3 separate regions of the Sus scrofa genome follow, and all the other regions are linked to region 1. Evidence: chromatin contacts called from public Hi-C and HiChIP or PLAC-seq data. All regions are on one chromosome and are shown on one strand. Each heading gives the region's core, a stretch centred on a gene start, on an enhancer-like site or on the middle of the called end of the contact. The rest is flanking DNA. Distances are from core to core; before and after follow the strand shown. Region 1 holds the start of LITAF (lipopolysaccharide-induced tumor necrosis factor-alpha factor). Region 2 has its middle 110 kb from the start of LITAF. Region 3 overlaps LITAF (lipopolysaccharide-induced tumor necrosis factor-alpha factor).

The links. A called contact is a pair of places that touch in the nucleus more often than the background predicts. HiChIP or PLAC-seq counts read pairs in DNA pulled down with a chosen protein or histone mark.
Region 2: a contact with region 1 is called in a Hi-C map of embryonic fibroblasts, with 4 times the contacts expected there. The contact joins the enhancer-like site here to the promoter of LITAF in region 1. A contact is called at or near these places in 3 of 5 promoter capture datasets (fetal liver, liver and skeletal muscle), 31 of 47 Hi-C or Micro-C datasets (adipose tissue, alveolar macrophages, blood and 16 more) and 2 of 2 datasets of contacts at active chromatin or transcription factors (alveolar macrophages and skeletal muscle).
Region 3: a contact with region 1 is called in an H3K27ac HiChIP or PLAC-seq map of alveolar macrophages. The contact joins the enhancer-like site here to the promoter of LITAF in region 1. A contact is called at or near these places in 5 of 47 Hi-C or Micro-C datasets (blood, embryonic fibroblasts, epiblast stem cells and 1 more) and 2 of 2 datasets of contacts at active chromatin or transcription factors (alveolar macrophages and skeletal muscle).

Annotation. Positions count from the first base shown.
Region 1 is chr3:31,481,149-31,484,059 of Sscrofa11.1, reverse strand. LITAF (lipopolysaccharide-induced tumor necrosis factor-alpha factor) reads right to left here and starts at 1,455. Exons shown (of 4, transcript XM_021086604.1): 1 at 1,436-1,455.
Region 2 is chr3:31,593,129-31,596,039 of Sscrofa11.1, reverse strand. No RefSeq gene overlaps it. Among named protein-coding and RNA genes, the nearest start is that of LITAF, 110 kb to the right of the region's middle. Within about 2 kb of position 1,424, at least 25 of the 83 cell types and tissues checked have an H3K27ac peak or open chromatin away from gene starts, as enhancers often do. A contact at or near this core is called in adipose tissue, embryonic fibroblasts, epiblast stem cells and 2 more, where this site is marked.
Region 3 is chr3:31,562,014-31,564,924 of Sscrofa11.1, reverse strand. The region is part of intron 1 of LITAF (lipopolysaccharide-induced tumor necrosis factor-alpha factor); the gene reads right to left. Among named protein-coding and RNA genes, the nearest start is that of LITAF, 81 kb to the right of the region's middle. Within about 2 kb of position 1,379, at least 39 of the 83 cell types and tissues checked have an H3K27ac peak or open chromatin away from gene starts, as enhancers often do. A contact at or near this core is called in alveolar macrophages, omental adipose tissue and skeletal muscle, where this site is marked.

The DNA of each region.
Region 1 (2,911 bases), core at 206-2,705:
GCCTCTTGCTTGCCCTGATCCCCCACCCCCAGGAGGCCTTTTTTTGTTTTTTTGCTTTTTAGGGCCGCACCCACGGCATATGGAGGTTCCCAGGCTAGGAGTTGAATCAGAACTACAGCTGGTGGTCTACACCACAGCCACAGCAACATGGGATCCGAGCCATGTCTGTGACTTACACAGCTTGCCTCAGGCAATGCTGGATTCTTAACCCACTAAGCGAGGACAGGGATCAAACCCGCACCCTGATGGATACCAGTTAGGTTCTTAATCCACTGAGCCACAATGGACACTCCCCCCGGAGGCTCTTCGCAAGAGTAACCGCAGCTGGAGTGAGAGACTGATTCTGAGGAATGGATGGCCTGGAGGCGGATGGGGACACAGCCGAGGCACCCTGGCAACTTGAGGCAGCATATGGAGATCACGTGATATCTTGGCGCCGGATGGGAGACAGGCAGATGAAGGAATCTAGGTAACTGCAAGCAGCACAGAAGGAAAAATGTCGAAGTCTCACCAGCCGAACACAGCCCCCTGGAGGCCAAACGTGTGGCTTTTAAGGAAATACCCTGAATACAACCTGGCTCAGCTAAGCACCTTGGAATCCACTTTTTTTTTTTTCTAACAGATGCATTGAGATATAATTCACACACCCTACAATCAACTCATTTAAAGTGTACATTTCAATGATTTTTAGTACATTCAGAGCTGTGCAACCATCATACAGTCATTGGTAGTTGACTGACGTATGAGGCGGGGGCGGGAAACAGACAATACACCACATACTAATAGCTCTATCCGGTCCCCCACGGCCAGCGGGTCTCTCCCAGCAGTTGATCCATGCACCCCTCCTGTGTCACTGAACACAGGACCCTGTCCCCTCCCCACAGGGGACAATACAGCAGTGAGGCTGGCCAAGCGCCCCGTGACACATGCACACACTTAAGCCAGACAAACATGCACACGTTGGGCCTGAAACAGGAACAAGGTCCCCACATGAGGCTTTGAGGCTGAGGGGCCTCTTTGCCTCCTGGGAGGAAGTGTCCCAGGCCCGAGGTCCAGTCTACGGGGCCACGTCCGGGTTGAAAGCCTGGATGCTCCAGACCCCTCCCAGCACAAGGCAACACAGACCCAACCCAAACTTCCTCTACTGCGAGGGAAACGCAGAGATGAACTTAGTCCAGGGTTTCTTAATACAGATCATGTGGACATTTGGGGCTGGACAATCCCCCGCTGTGCGTGGCTGTCCTGCACCCTGTCGGACGTTGGCAGCATCTCCGACGCCACCTGATGCCAGCAGCTTCCCTTGCCCCACAGCTGGGGGGTAAAATCACCCCCAACTGAGAACCACTGATCTAGATAAGCCCTGTCCAAACCCAGCTGGGGAAACGGAGGCTAAGAGGTGAGGAATCACAACAGCTGCCACTGACCGGGCACCTACCTGGAGCTGACCCCACGCCAAGGGCCCTAGACGTTTTCATTTCGAATCGTCACCGCCATCCTAGGAGGTGAGCGTTACCACTTCTCCTTCACACATGCAGCATCTCTGGCTCAGAGAGGTCAAGTGACTGTCCTTGGGGGCTAGAGCAAGGGGCCACCCGAGCTAGGCATCCCCGACTTGGGGCCCCAGTGGCGGCGGCGGTGGCGGTGGTCACCGTGAGCTGAAGGTGAACTTCACGGAGGGAGCATTGGTAAACAGGCAGCAGGTGCCGGCAAATTCTTTAAGGACATCTGCTGATGGGTCTGTTGTCAATTGCAAACATCTGTGGGTTTCCGCTGGCGTCTGCTCGGCTCCTTCCGGTCCCTGTGGATGGTTGGGCATGTGCGGAATTACAGGTTTCTGAGCTGATGGGCCACCTTTGGCCTCTATTATCCCAGGTCTCTGTGGGCAGGTGGCTCTGGTGAAAACGTAACCATCTGTCAAAACAAAATCATAAGCTCTTGGCGCTGGATGTAGCCTCAGAATGTACCTGATTCAACACCTGCATCCTCCAGGTGGGAAATTGGGGGGGGCGGACCCCTGTGCTCAGGGCTGCCCAGGGAGCTGAGCTGGCACAGGGCTGGAAAGAGGAGCAGCCAAGAGAGACGTCACACACAATTCCCAGTGTACAATCCCACGGCTTTTCGTATATTTCTAGAACAGTGCAACTATCGCCACAATCCATTCTACAACACTATCATCACCCTGCCTCAAAGCCCAGACCCCCTCGCAATGGCCCCCCACTGCTGTTTTCCCCCAATTCATCCCAGCCCTGGCAACCACGAACTAATGTCCCTCTTGATGAATTTGCCTATTCCGAATGTTTCGTGTAAATGGAATCGTACAATCTGCGGTCTCTGGGGACCAGCTTCTCTCACTCAGCGTGTTTTCAAGATTCATCTGTGTTGGAGTTCCCATCGTGGCTCAGTGGTTAACGAGTCCGACTAGGAACCATGAGGTTGAGGGTTCGATCCCTGGCCTTGCTCAGTGGGTTAAGGATCCGGCATTGCCGTGAGCTGTGATGTAGGTTGCAGATGCGGCTCGGATCCCGAGTTGCTGTGGCTCTGGTGTAGGCTGGTGACTACAGCTCTGATTGGACCCCTAGCCTGGGAACCTCCATATGCCGCGGGAGCGGCCCAGGAAATGGCAAAAAGACAAAAAGAAAAAAAAAGTTTCATCTGTGTTGTAACACGTAGCCAGGCTACATTCCTCTTTAAGGCTGAATGATACTCCACTGTAATAATAGACCACATGCTATGTCTCTTCATTCGTTGATAGACATATCCCTTGCTGCCACTTGAGTGTTTGCCTTTTTTTTTCTGGCCATGCCTGCGACCTGTGGAAGTTCCCAGGCCCTAGATCGAGCCCAGGCCACAGCAGCAACAACGCCTGATCCTTAACCACTGCTAGATCACCAGGAAACTCCAAGTTGGAGGT
Region 2 (2,911 bases), core at 175-2,674, 110 kb before region 1:
ATATGGCTCGGTTGCTTAGAAACCCAGAGGTGGAGATCAAGCTAGTTCCTGGTGGATCCTTCCAGGGAATTTTACACATTGACAAGCCAATACCTGTATTTCCTCTTTTCCTTCTGTCTTTTCTTTTTGCATACAACAGTGACCTCAAACACACAACGCTGTGACATTTTCCCTTTGACAAAGATCACAGATCTGACTTGTTCTTTTCTCAGCTGCATACTATTCCACTGGGTGCTTACTCATGCCATCTATGTAATCCAGCAATGGCTGCATTCCTTTCTGGAGGCTCTAGGGATTGTCCCCAAGAAAAACAACAACAAAAAAATCAGCCAATCGAAGGAAAAAATGGGAGTCCCTGCTGTGGTGCAATGGGATCGGTGGCCTCTCAGGCATTCTGGGACACAGGTTCAATCCCTGGCCTGGCACATTGGGTTAAGGATCCAGCATGGCCACAGCTGCAGCATCGGTTGCAATCGTGGCTCAAATCTGATCTCTGGCCAAGGAACTCCAGATGCCGCAGGGCAGCCCAAAAAAAGAAAGAAATGGACAGTTTTACTCAAGGAAAATTTGAGGATTATAATCCAGGAAGAGCATCTCTGAAAGCGCTAAGAACTGTTCCACCTCTTTCTTAGACGTAAAGGCACGGCTATCTAAGTTTCTTGAGACAGAGGGTTATGTATCAAATGATGTATTATGAACAGTGCACATGATCCAGATTACACGTCATCGTGGTACGTCATGTGACCCCACATGCGATCAAGAAGGAAGATTATCTTTGCAGGAGTTATCTTGGGGTTTTTTTTGGTCTTTTTGCCATTTCTTGGGCTGCACCCACAGCATATGGAGGTTCCCAGGCTAGGGGTCTAATTAGAGCTGTAGCCACCACCAGAGCAATGCGGGATCCGAGCCACGTCTGTGACCCACACCACAGCTCACGGCAATGCCGGATCCTTAACCCACTGAGCAAGGCCAGGGATCAAACCCACAACCTCATGGTTCCTAGCCGGATTCGTTAACCACTGAGCCACGACGGGAACTCCAGGAGTTATCTTGTTGATGCTGGGAGAAGGTTGCTCTTTGTGGTGGAGCAGGTATTCCTGCTGATGGGAGAGGTGGGGTCCGTGCATAACACAGATACAGAAAGCACAACACCAGAGAGAGGAGGCCAAGGGGTGGGAGAATTTTCATGTTGACATTTTTCTTGTCTTGCCATAAACGAAGAATTTTATTTCACAGGATTGGATGGGCTTGCAAGCTCATTCAGATGGTTGGCTGAACTCCGTTCCTCAGGAAAGATTGCAGAACTGAGGTCTCCGTTTCCAGCTGGGACGCTGGCTTCCCTCCCCCTCTCCCCCATAGGCTGCCCACATTCCTTCCAGGCCTTTCTCAAAGCCCCTCCCATGCTCTGAGTCTTTCCTTCCGGGACACCTTTCTGCCTCCAGCCAGAGAAAGTTCTCTGCTTTTAAGGGTTCCTGTGTGTTCATTTCCTACGGCTGCTGTGATGATGAGTCACCAGGAACTTAACTAATACAACACACATTTAGTCTCACAGTTCTGGAGGTCACAAGTCTGCCAAGGATCTCGCACTGGGCTAAAAACCAAGGTGCTGGTCAGGCAGATTCCCTCTGGAGGCTCCGAGAGGAGAAAAAAATCTCCCTGCCTTTTCCAGCTCCCGGAGGCTTCCTCCCCTCTGGCTTGTGGTCCCTTCCTTCCTCTGTCTTCAAGTTCATCCCTTCTGTCTCTGCTTCAGTCCTGGCACACGCCCCTTCTCCTCCAATACGGTTGCTGTTTCAATGAAAGAATTTTGTTGCTGTTTCAATGAAAGAATTTTGTTAATTGTTGTTGTTTCAATGAAAGAATTTATTGTTGTTTCAATGAAAGAATTTTGTTAATTGTTGTTGTTTCAATGAAAGAATTTTGTTGCTTCAAAGAATTTTGTTGTGTTCTTTCAATGAAATTTTGTTGTGTTGTTTCAATGAAAGAATTGTTTCCATGCAAGAATTTTGTTGTTTCAATGAAAGAATTTTGTTGTGTTGTTTCAATGAAAGAATTTTTTGTTGTTTCAAGGAAAGAATGTTTTAAATGAACATAAAGTTGATTTACAGTGCGGTGCCAGCTCCTGCTGCACAGTAGAGGGACCTGGTCATACAGACATGGACGTTCCTTTTCTTCCATCGCGTTCTATCCCAAGCCATTGTTTACAGGTCTGACTTCCCTGCCTCCCTCTTTTAAGGACCACTGTGAGGATGTTGGGTCCACCTGGATAATCCCGGCGACCCTCCCCACCTCAAGGTTCTCACCTTAATCACCTGTGCAAAGACCCTTTTGCCACAGACCATAACATCCACAGGTTTGGGGGATCAGAATGTGAATGTACTCGGGCAAGCATTTTGGCCAGGCTTAGACTACAGAATGACCTAGGCCAAACTTGCTTCTTTCCTTCTTCCTCTCTCTCTCTCTCTCTCTTTTTTTTTTTGTCTTTTGGTCTTTTCAGGGCCACACCCGCAGCATGTGGAGGTTCCCAGGCTAGGGGTCTAACTGGAGCTGTAGCTGCCGGCCTAGGCCAGAGCCACATCAACACCAGATCTGAGCCACGTCTGTGACCTACACCACAGCTCACGGCCATGCCAGATCCTTAACCCACTGAGCGAGGCCAGGGATCGAACCCAAAACCTCATGGTTCCTAGTCGGATTCATTTCCGCTGCGCCATGACGGGAATTCCAAAACTGGCTTCTTTCATGTTAAGAAATGCGTACCTGGTCCTCTTTCTCTGGGAACCCCCTACCCTATCTGCTTACGAATCCACAAGCTCATTTGCAGCATCCTTGCCCGTGATAGCAAAAGCCTGGAGACCGCCGCCACATCCTTTGTACCAGGTCTGGTCAATTACAAAATAATGCGGATATCCAC
Region 3 (2,911 bases), core at 130-2,629, 81 kb before region 1:
AAAATAAGAATCAGAATGGCCAGGCACACGTGTCCTTTTGTGAAGGCAAAGAAAAGGTTTTTTTTTTTGCCCCGGCAGAGCTGTGCCTGCCTAGAATTACACCGCCTGGACCCGGGGTGTGTTCCTGTCTGCGGTTCCAGGCTCCGCAGCCCCTGGGCCACTGGCGAAGGACACAGTGCCGTCCTTTGTCTGGTTCTGTTTTTCCAACGGGGCAGGGCTACCGCCGTGTGTTAGACGATCCACTGAAACCTGTCTCAGGAGAAACGGGGCTTGACGACAGTGGATCACAGTCGGACAGGCCTGCCACCGCTTCCCACGCACGCTACCTCCTCTTCTAGAACCCACAGAATCGGAGGCAGCAGTCCATTCTGCTGTGGGGAGAAGGGGAGCGTCCTGCGGGGACGCTGAGCCTTCCAGCCCGGCCTCAAAGAGGAGATTCCTCTATGGAAAGAGATGAAGGGGCTTTCCAGGGCAAAGACAGGCACAGGAAAATCAATCTGCAAAAAACAAAACCAATCAATAATGCTAGATAGCTTGGGGCTGGGTGCTTGAAAATTTCAAAAGCCCCTCAGAGATGTTCGGACCTCATTCTGTAAGCCTGTGTTGTCTGATGGAACCTTCCAGAAGGATAGTCTGGGCTGTCCAATATGGTCACCGGCAGCCCCACGAGACTGCTGAGCACTTGGAATGGACAGAGGATCTGAATTGTTCAATTATATTTAAGTAATTTATTATTATTATTATTACTATTACTATTTTTATTATTGCTTTTTAGGGCCACACCTGTGGCAAATGGAGGTTCCCAGGCTAGGGGTCAAATTGGAGCTATAGCTGCCTGCCTACACCACAGCCACAGCAACGAGGGATCTGAGCCTTGTCTGTGGCCTACACCACAGCTCACGGCAACGCCGGATCCTTAACCCACTGAGCAAGGCCAGGGATCGAACCCGCAATCTCACGGTTCCCAGTCGGATTCGTTAACCACCGCGCCACAACGGGAGTGCCTGTTTTTACTTCTTAAAATGTGGGTACCAGACAGTGCTACATCGCCTGTGTGGCTTGCTTTCTGGTTTTACGGGACAGCAATGCTATGGAGCAACGGGAGCCATGGAAGGTTACAGAGAAGAGGAAAGGCCCAACCTTGGACAGCAAAGACGAGGCAGAGCTGTTCCAGAAACACGAAGCAAAGCCCCTAGGTGTGGGCGGGTTGGGGCGGAGTGGGGTGTCTGCATTACCAGGCTACAGAAGGGTAACCACACATGGGTTAACAAGACCCTGGACGTCTTTGCGACACGGGTTCACGGTTTCAAACTGAGACTGACTTTGAAGCGCGGTTAAGGTATATGACTGTGTCAGTGTCCTCTGACACAACAGGAAAGGAAGGGGCAGAGGCAGGAGGCAAGACAGGGTGCAGACAGCAGCCCAGGACACCTCCCTACCAGGCTCCCCTCTGAGGCTGGCTGTTGTCCCCTCCCGGCCCGCGGGGGCTCCATCCCCACCCCCATCTGCGGCCTGGGCCCCAGGAGACTTCAGCCAGGTGACCTCTGAGTGCAACGTCACAGACTCACTGGCCCTTCCTGTCTCAGGAAGGGCTGACCCAGAGCTGCTGCCACGATGTATGATGAAAACTGAGTCACAGGAAAAAAAAAAAAAAAAAAAAACAGAAGAGCAAAAAGTGTCGGGCGGCCAGAAAGCCTCAAAGAGCAGTTTGCCGTGGTTGCGAAGGGAGGGCTTTGGGAGGCAAAAGAGAGGGGCTTGGGGCACCCAACATTCTGCAGATAGTTTGGGTCAAACCATTGGCCCTTTCCCGCAAAAGGGAAGGAACCCAGCCAGAGGCTGTGTTGCTGAGAACTAATGCACAGGTGTTAGGAAGCTGGGGGGGTCAGGAGGGCAACCTCCCGAGACATCTAGAAGGAAGGAAGGGTCTGAGCTTCTGGTTCTGGAAGGAAATTAACACCCCACCCCCGTTTTATGGACCATCATCAACTTTCTTGGGCTCACATCCTGTGTTCTGGAACTTCAGGACACTGCCTTTTGGGAACATTGCTTGTGGATCAAACAGCCCCATAAACATGCTCATAACGCTGAAAAGAACATGAGCAACAAGCGGGAAAGGTTTGAAAAAAGAGAGAGAGAGGAAAAAAATATATATAACCAGCTGCTTTGCAAGCTTTCTAAATAAATTCCACAGCCTGCCCTCCCCCAGGCCCCAGGCCCGGAAATGCCACTTCAGTCAGCCCATTTCTTTTTTTTTTCCCTCCCCCCCTCATTTCTTTTTAATTTGGTTCCCCCAGGGGCAGGAGGCCCACCCAGCCACCCTTTCCGAAAGGATCTGTTCAAATGGCTTCCACCCACCCCTCACTCCTGCCACGTGAAACTCTTAAGAACAGCCCGAATTCGGACACAAACACACAGGCACAGACACACACACACACACACTCTTTCTCTCTCTCTCTCTCTCTCTCTCTCTCTCTCTCTCTCTCTCTCTCTCTCTCTCTCTCCATCGCTCATTTTCCATCTGCATCACGCATCTGCATCACTCAAGAGCAGGCCACCTGTGTGCAAGATCCCATCTAATAAGACTTGTGTCCCTTTTTCTGGGACACCCTGGAAACCACAGGACAGCATCTCTGAGTTTAACAGAACAGCCAAGCCGCAGTTTTGCCACAGAAAGCACAGCCTTGAGAATCTTGGGTGCTTGGGGCGGGCTCTGCAGAGCCCTGGCTGCCATCGTTACAGGGAGCTCCGTGGGGGGAATAAAAGAACACACAAGGGGGCGGTCTCCCTCCCCCATCCCTCGTTGTTTTTAACTTTGTTATTAGGCCCTGAGAGTGACTTTTCTCGACTGTCCATTTAAAAGGAGACATTGGGGTGTGATGATCATTATAATAATAAAAAATGCTAAAAAATT